Regions from separate parts of the Mus musculus genome. Here region 1 is linked to region 2. A link is a contact called in public Hi-C data. All regions are on one chromosome and are shown on one strand. Each heading gives the region's core, a stretch centred on a gene start, on an enhancer-like site or on the middle of the called end of the contact. The rest is flanking DNA. Distances are from core to core; before and after follow the strand shown.

What was found. A called contact is a pair of places that touch in the nucleus more often than the background predicts.
Region 1: a Hi-C map of embryonic stem cells shows a contact between it and region 2, with 3 times the contacts expected there. The contact joins the enhancer-like site here to the promoter of Slc44a1 in region 2. A contact is called at or near these places in 3 of 39 promoter capture datasets (the C10 cell line, hematopoietic stem and progenitor cells and neutrophils) and 4 of 484 Hi-C or Micro-C datasets (Th1 cells, embryonic stem cells and pre-B cells).

What each region holds. Positions count from the first base shown.
Region 1 is chr4:53,838,455-53,842,008 of GRCm38.p6, reverse strand. It overlaps Tmem38b (transmembrane protein 38B), which reads right to left. Exons shown (of 6, transcript NM_028053.2): 2 at 1,226-1,382. Among named protein-coding and RNA genes, the nearest start is that of Tmem38b, 14 kb to the right of the region's middle. Within about 2 kb of position 1,883, at least 13 of the 459 cell types and tissues checked have an H3K27ac peak or open chromatin away from gene starts, as enhancers often do. A contact at or near this core is called in embryonic stem cells, where this site is marked.
Region 2 is chr4:53,438,716-53,442,089 of GRCm38.p6, reverse strand. Slc44a1 (solute carrier family 44, member 1) reads right to left here and starts at 1,674. Exons shown (of 16, transcript NM_001374697.1): 1 at 1,374-1,674. The coding sequence starts at 1,406.

The DNA of each region.
Region 1 (3,554 bases), core at 634-3,133, 400 kb before region 2:
TTGTAACGACTTAAACATTCACAATTATTATAATAAAATGAATTTTTGGTTATTTTTCTCACTGAGTTGTATGTGCATGATGCGCAAAAGGCTGCATGCTATAGTGAACGTGTGGAAGCCAAGAGGCTTCTCTGGGCGGCCGATTCTCTCCTTCAGCTTTGTGTGAGTTCAAGAACTAGAATGTAGGCTGCCAGGCTTAAACGGCTAGCTCCTTTACCTACTGCGCCCTCTCACCAACCCCAGGAAAAATGAATTCCAAATGTTCCTTATATATTAAATTGATAGTGTTTTTAAATTGAAAGCATAGTTTACTTTAAATAAAACAAAGCATGTTGATTAGAATCAATATATTTTAACTTAATTAATCAATCTTGTTAAGAACCATCTAAATCTGTATGAAGAAGAATCCAAGCCAATTCCTACTATCATTTTCCCAATTCATGTTTAAAGATGTCAGAAGCTTGGGGCTGGAGAGATGGCTCAGAGGTTAAGAGCACTGACTGCTCTTCTGAAGGTCCTGAGTTCAATTCCCAGCAACCACATGGTGGCTCACAACCACCTGTAATGAGATCTGACGCCCTCTTTTGGAGTGTCTGAAGACAGCTACAGTGTACTTACATATAGAATAAATAAATCTAAAAAAAAATGTCAGAAGCCTTTACATAATCCAATAGCCAGATGTGGTGCAAAGCTGTAACCCCAGCACTGGGGAGGCAGAGGCAGGTAGATCTCTATGAGTTGGAAGACAGCCTGATGAACATACTGAGTTTCAGGACAGCTACACAGTGAAACTCTGAACTTATCTGTCTGTCTGTCTGTCTGTCTGTCTGTCTACAAATAAACAAGCAAATGATGAAGCCAACAAAGAAGAAGAGACAAGAAAAGCTTGGACTTTTTGTTTAGTTGTTCACATTTACATTTTTTAGGATGTCATAATTCTATCTAAGTTTATTTCACAAAACAAAATATTTGGGCTAATATTTGATGTTCTCTAATGTTAAAATGTTCCCACAAACACTAAAAACAATTTCCACTGGAAGAAGATAAGAGGAGGAAGGGGAAGAGGCAAACTTTGCACTTAAAGTCTTTGGCACTATTCGGGTTCGTTCATTGCACATGCATTAACTTAAGGACATAAAAAAGGTTAAAGGAAAAAGATCCATTTTACTGCAATCTATTAAACAATTCTTTAAAGATCTCATAGTGCAGCCTAAGGGCAACTTACCAGATTGAAGATGCCAGTAAAATATTAGTGTGGTTTGTAAGAAACTTCAATGGAGACTCTGCAAGCAGCATACAGGATAAAATTCCTCCACCAAAGCAATGGAGCATGGCACTCAGCCAGCTAGCCAGGGGGTTATTCCAGGCCGCCGCCACTGCTCCTGAAAGGACGGAGTAAAACACGCTCTGAGACCACTGCATAGGTGCCAGGAAGCGCTAAGCACCCAATACACTAGAGAAATAAAGCGTTTGTTGATTTATTTCCCGAAAATTATATTCACAAGTGTGCTCATCATGGCCATTTGAATCAGTATTCTCTTTAGTCACGGGTTTTACTGTGTGGGGTGTGGGAGATGGGAGAATGTGGGTGTGGCTGCAGGTATATGCGGTGGGTGTGGCTGCAGGTATATGCGGTGGGTGTGGCTGCAGGTATGCGGTGGGTGTGGCTGCAGGTATGCGGGAGGTATGTTGGGAGGGTATTCTCCAATGCAGGCACATGGAGGTCAGCGGTGATGTCAGGATCTTTCCTTGATCGTGTCTCCACATTCTCTTTTGAAACAGGGACTTGCCTGCACCTAAAGCTTGCTGCCTCAGTTAGACTGACAGAGCAGTGAGCCTCCGAGATCTGCTGGGTTCTGGGCATGTGTTACTTTAATTGGCTTTTATTTGTGTTACAGAGATCCAAAGTCAGCTCTCCGTGCTTGTGCAGCAAGTGCTTTATCCACTGAGTCCTCTAACCCCCAAACAACAGAGTTTTCTTAAAAAACTGTGGGGTTTTTTGAGGTGGGGAAGAAAGTAAGAGCTAGTGTGCATATCTATGTGCTTGAGCAATGGTGCAATTGCCTATGCACGCACATAAGGAAGCAGGGTTTCTTCCTCTACTGCTCTCTTTTCATTTTTTTAGCCAGGACACAATATAACCTTGGCTGGCCTAGAACTCGCTACATAGGCAAGGCTAGTCTCATACTAGAAACTGGAGATCAATCCATCTATCTCGTCCATCCTTCTGAACGCTGGAATGAAAGGTATATATCACTCTGCCTGGTTCTCTACCTTGTTTTTAGAGACAAGGTCACTCACTGGCTGGTGAGCAAGTCCCTCGATCTCCCTGCTTCCATCCTTCCAGATCCTGTGTCACAGGAGCAAACAGCTCCATGCCCAGCTTTAATAGGGGCTAGGGACATGAACTCAGGTCTCCACACCCACAAAGCAGGCACCTGACCCACTCAGCATCTCACAGCCCCCGACGTATTGTTTAATGGCTGATTCTGACATCCTATTTTTTTGGAGGGGGCGCTTTCTGGGACAGGGTTTCTCTGTGTAGCCCTGGCTGTCCTGGAACTCATTCTGTAGACCAGGCTGGCCTCGAACTCAGAATCCACCTGCCTCTGCCTCCCAAGTGCTGGGATTAAAGGCTTGCACCACCACTGCCCCGCTGATTCTGACATCCTTAAAATATCATCCAAGTTTCTTTTACCAGTCCCCTAGTAATAGATGGCTCATTTAAAATGGGTCCCACTTAGTGTACTGGCTAGTTTTGTGTCAACTTGACACAGCTGGAGTTATCACAGAAAAAGGAGCTTCAGTTGAGGAAATGCATCCATGAGATCCAACTGTAAAGCATTTTCTCAATTAGTGATCCAGGGGGAAAGACCCCTTGTGGGTAGGACCATCTCTGGGCTGGTAATCTTGGTTCTGTAAGAGAGCAGGCTGAGCAAGCCAGGGGAAGCAAGCCAGTAAAGAACATCCCTCCATGGCCTCTGCATCAGCTCCTGCTTTCTTACCTGCTTGAGTTCCAGTCCTGACTTCCTTGGTGATGAACAACAGTATGGAAGTGTAAGCTGAATAAACCCTTTCCTCCCCAACTTGCTTCTTTGTCATGATGTTTGTGCAGGAATAGAAACCCTAACTAAGACACTTAGTGTTTCCTTTTACCACAAATCTTACTGTGAGCACTCCAAAACAATGTGTTAATGGAATATATTAAGAAAGGTGGGAGACCAGTGAAATGGCTCAGCGGGTAAAGATTTGCTACCAAGCCTGACAAACTAAGTTTGATCCCTAGGACAGACATTGTGGATGAAGAGAGTCAAATCCTCTGAACAACACAGAAAGAAAGAAAGAAAGAAAGAAAGAAAGAAAGAAAGAAAGAAAGAAAGAAAGAAAGAAAGAAAGAAAGAAAGAAAGGAGAGAAGAGAAGAGAAGAGAAGAGAAGAGAAGAGAAGAGAAGAGAAGAGAAGAGAAGAGAAGAGAAGAGAAGAGAAATTATTTTTTTAAAAGAAAAGTTGGGCCCAGTCAGATGGCTCAGTGGGTAAAGGATCTTGTACAAGTCT
Region 2 (3,374 bases), core at 425-2,924:
GCCTAAGAACTGGACAAACAGGATCAATGCTCAATAAAGCCATAAATGTCCTCCACTCATCTCCAATCCTAGTTGTTTCTGTGACAGATCTCAGATTTTTCAGAGCAAGTATGCAGGTTATTTAAACCTGAGTTATATATAGTCACTTAGCACCAAGCACTTCTGTGTCACAGATGCTACATCTCTAGAGGAATTTTTTTCCCCAAAAAACTAGCATTTTTTTTTCTTCGCCAAGAACCAACCAGCCTTTATTTCTAGAAGCAAGCGCATACTTCTCCCCATCACCACCACCAAACAAACAAATCACAGACTACTGTTAAATTCTACGCTAATGAAACTGTGGAGAAACATCCCAGGCGTTGTCAGAGCCTATTTTTCATACACCACCACCAGACAGTTTGATGCAGTATTCCTGATTGCTTTTTATCGTATTTGTAAATACACTCACTAATCCACTAAATTAGATAATTTACAAACAGGTCCTCTCAGTTATTAGTGGCCAGCAGTCAAGTTCTATTACATCTGATCCTTACACAGTTGTCCAAACATTTCCACCCAGGTTAAAGGCTCTGATCGGAAAGAGAAGGCGGCTAGCGAAATTTGGATGGGGGCAGGGTGGCAGCTGAGAGAAATCTCTGCATCTCAGCCCTCAGCGACAACATCCAGCCAGTGCCCACAGAAAAACTAAATTCGGCACCTCTTCCTCCTGTTACACTGGCAACAAAGAGGGAGTTTCCGTAACGCTCCCGTCACCCACCAGGTGCCCAATCTCCTTCCCAGCCCAGTCCCCCCGCTCCCGCAGGGGCCTCGGTGCGCCGAGAGGCCGCGGTGCTCAGGGTCAAGGCACAGAGGGGGGATGGGATGGGGAACGAGCGGGTGGGATCTGTGAAATGGGCCCTGGAAGGGCACCGGGACCCAGTGAAGCACCTGATCCCGGCCAAGGGGGCCCGCAGACCAGGGGAAATGGGCAGCTTATTAAATGGATCCGAAACTAGAATAAGGTGGAAGAGAGGTGAAGAGCCCAAGCTGGGGTACACCTTCTGGGGACACGGAAAACAGTCTGTGGGTGGCGGGGGGGCTCGGCGGAGGTGGAGAGCAGGCTGGCGGGCCCCAAGGAGAGGGAAGCGTATGCCTCCCCGGGGCAGAGCGGGCGCCCGGGGCGCCTCTACCTGCAGACGGGCGGGACGGGCTGCTCAGGTGCGAAAGCGGGGGAGGGAGCGCAGCGGGCATTGGGGGACCAGGCACGAAGCGCCGAGGTCGGCGGGGACCGGAGGGGCGCAGGGCACGGCAGGGGAGCGAAGGGCACGGCTCGGCAGGCGCTCACAGCGCGGGGTGGCATCCGGGCGGGCGGCCGGGAGGCGGGAGCCCCTCACCTGCGCGGCGGAGGCGGAGCTGCAGCAGCCCATGGCGGGGCCGGAGGAGCCCGGAGGCGGCGCCGGGCGCGCAGCTACGCCCCGGAGCCCCTCGGCATGCGAGCCGGCGGGCGCCCGGGGAGGGCGCGGCCTGGCCCCGCACGACTCGGCAGCGACGGCGGCGACGGCGACAGCGGCAAGAACTCAGGAGGCTGCGCGGTCCGGGGCAGGCGCCGGCCACATCCCCCGGCGGCGGCAGCGGCGGCGGCGGCGGCTGCGCGGCTCCGGCTCCGCTCCTGCTGCTGCAGCTGCTCCCCAGCGGAAAGGGGCGGGCGGCGGCGGCAGCCCCTCCCCCTGGCCCCCGCCTCCCACCACCCGCTCCCAGTCCCGCTCCCGCTCCCTCTCCCGGGCTGCAGCCGCCTCCTCCTCGGCGCCGCGCGCGTCTCCCATCAGACTCCCCGCCCCCAGTGCAGCGCCGCGCGGCGCGGACGGCGGGGACGACGGCAGCCCAGAACGAGGCCGGGCCCTTGGGCGCGCGCAGGAGTCTGCGCGGCGCCGGGCCCATTTCGCGGTGGCACCGAGGCCGAGCTCTGCCTCGGGGCGGCGAGAGGGCGTCTGAGGCCGAGGCGCCCGTGGACCCGGCGGGCTCGCAGAGGGAAGGCGGCCGACTTGCTTCTGTACGCGCGAGGCACGGGGAGGTCACCGGGGGTCGCTCCTTCTCCCGGGTGGGAGCGCCTCTGAGGTCACTGACCCGGAGCTTTTTTTAGGGCTCTGGCGGCTGTTTATGTTACCCAGAAGAGAGAGTATTTGCAAAACCTCCCATGGAGAAGGAATGGGTGATGGAAGTGGAAAAATATCATCTGTTGCTCCTGGCCCCATTTTGCTGATGTGGACACTAAGCCTTGAAGGAGGCCGACGACAGTGAGAGCACCCAACTGGAAATTGTAGTAAAAGAGCCAGAAATGGGAGGGGAAGGTAGTACTCCAGGCCCTCAAGTCAAAGCCATGTTGGTTCTTCACTAAACTTTCTTACACATGGTAGCGCGGGCACACACATAAACACACGCACCAATTCATCTTTAAAATATTTACCGAGGCACTCACTATATTACAGTCTAGAAATTTATGGCACTAAGATTAAACAGGCGATAAAAGGCAAAGTTGCTACTCTCTTATTAAAAAAAACGAAACCTGTATTAATATGCGTTGGGGGTAGCAACAAGTTAGACATGCACAACCTTTAAGAAATTTCCAATGTTAGGGAAGTCATTACAGATACAGTGAAGCGAGAGCAGTTTAAAAATGGCGAGAGTAAACAAGGTCATGATTAACTATCACCGAAACGCGCATGTATCTAACACTCATATAAACATTCCGGTCTTGTTTCATATTGTCAAGGTGTTGCAAAGACTGGGATCAAAAGGTTTGCAAAGATACCAGAGTGAGACCCCAGAAATGCTGACTTGTCCATAAAAGGCAGATTTCAAGGTGACTCAAACTCAAAGGGGAAGTTGACTAGAGGAGCAAGGAAAGGAGAAATCTAAACAAGAGGGTGGGGAATGGGTGTGGGTGGGAGGGGTATGGAATGGAGACAAACTCACACACAGAAAATTCCCTAGTTGGTGTTTTGCATTACCATTTCCTGGATGGCTTGTTCCTCCAAACCTCATGATCCTCTGTGAAGTCCTGATAGCAGGGATGGCTGCAAAGTGTAAGATTAAATAATGTGGGTAGGCAGTGGACAGGTCAGTGAATAAGCACTCAACAACAACTTCTTCAGATCCTTGACTTTTCTGCAGTTTGACCTGAGGCTCTTTCCTAGGCACAGGATGAGTGACTTCCAAGGCTTCTTTCCCTACGGGTAACCACTGGGTCATTAGCTGGAAATGAAGAAATAAAGCATTAATTGCTGTGGGTCCCAATTCTGTTCATAAACTCCACAGTAAGATTGTAAACTCCCTGAGAACAAGGGGAAGTATTCTCTTCTTTATATCTCCCTGGGCTCTCTGGGGTGTTTGTTGAA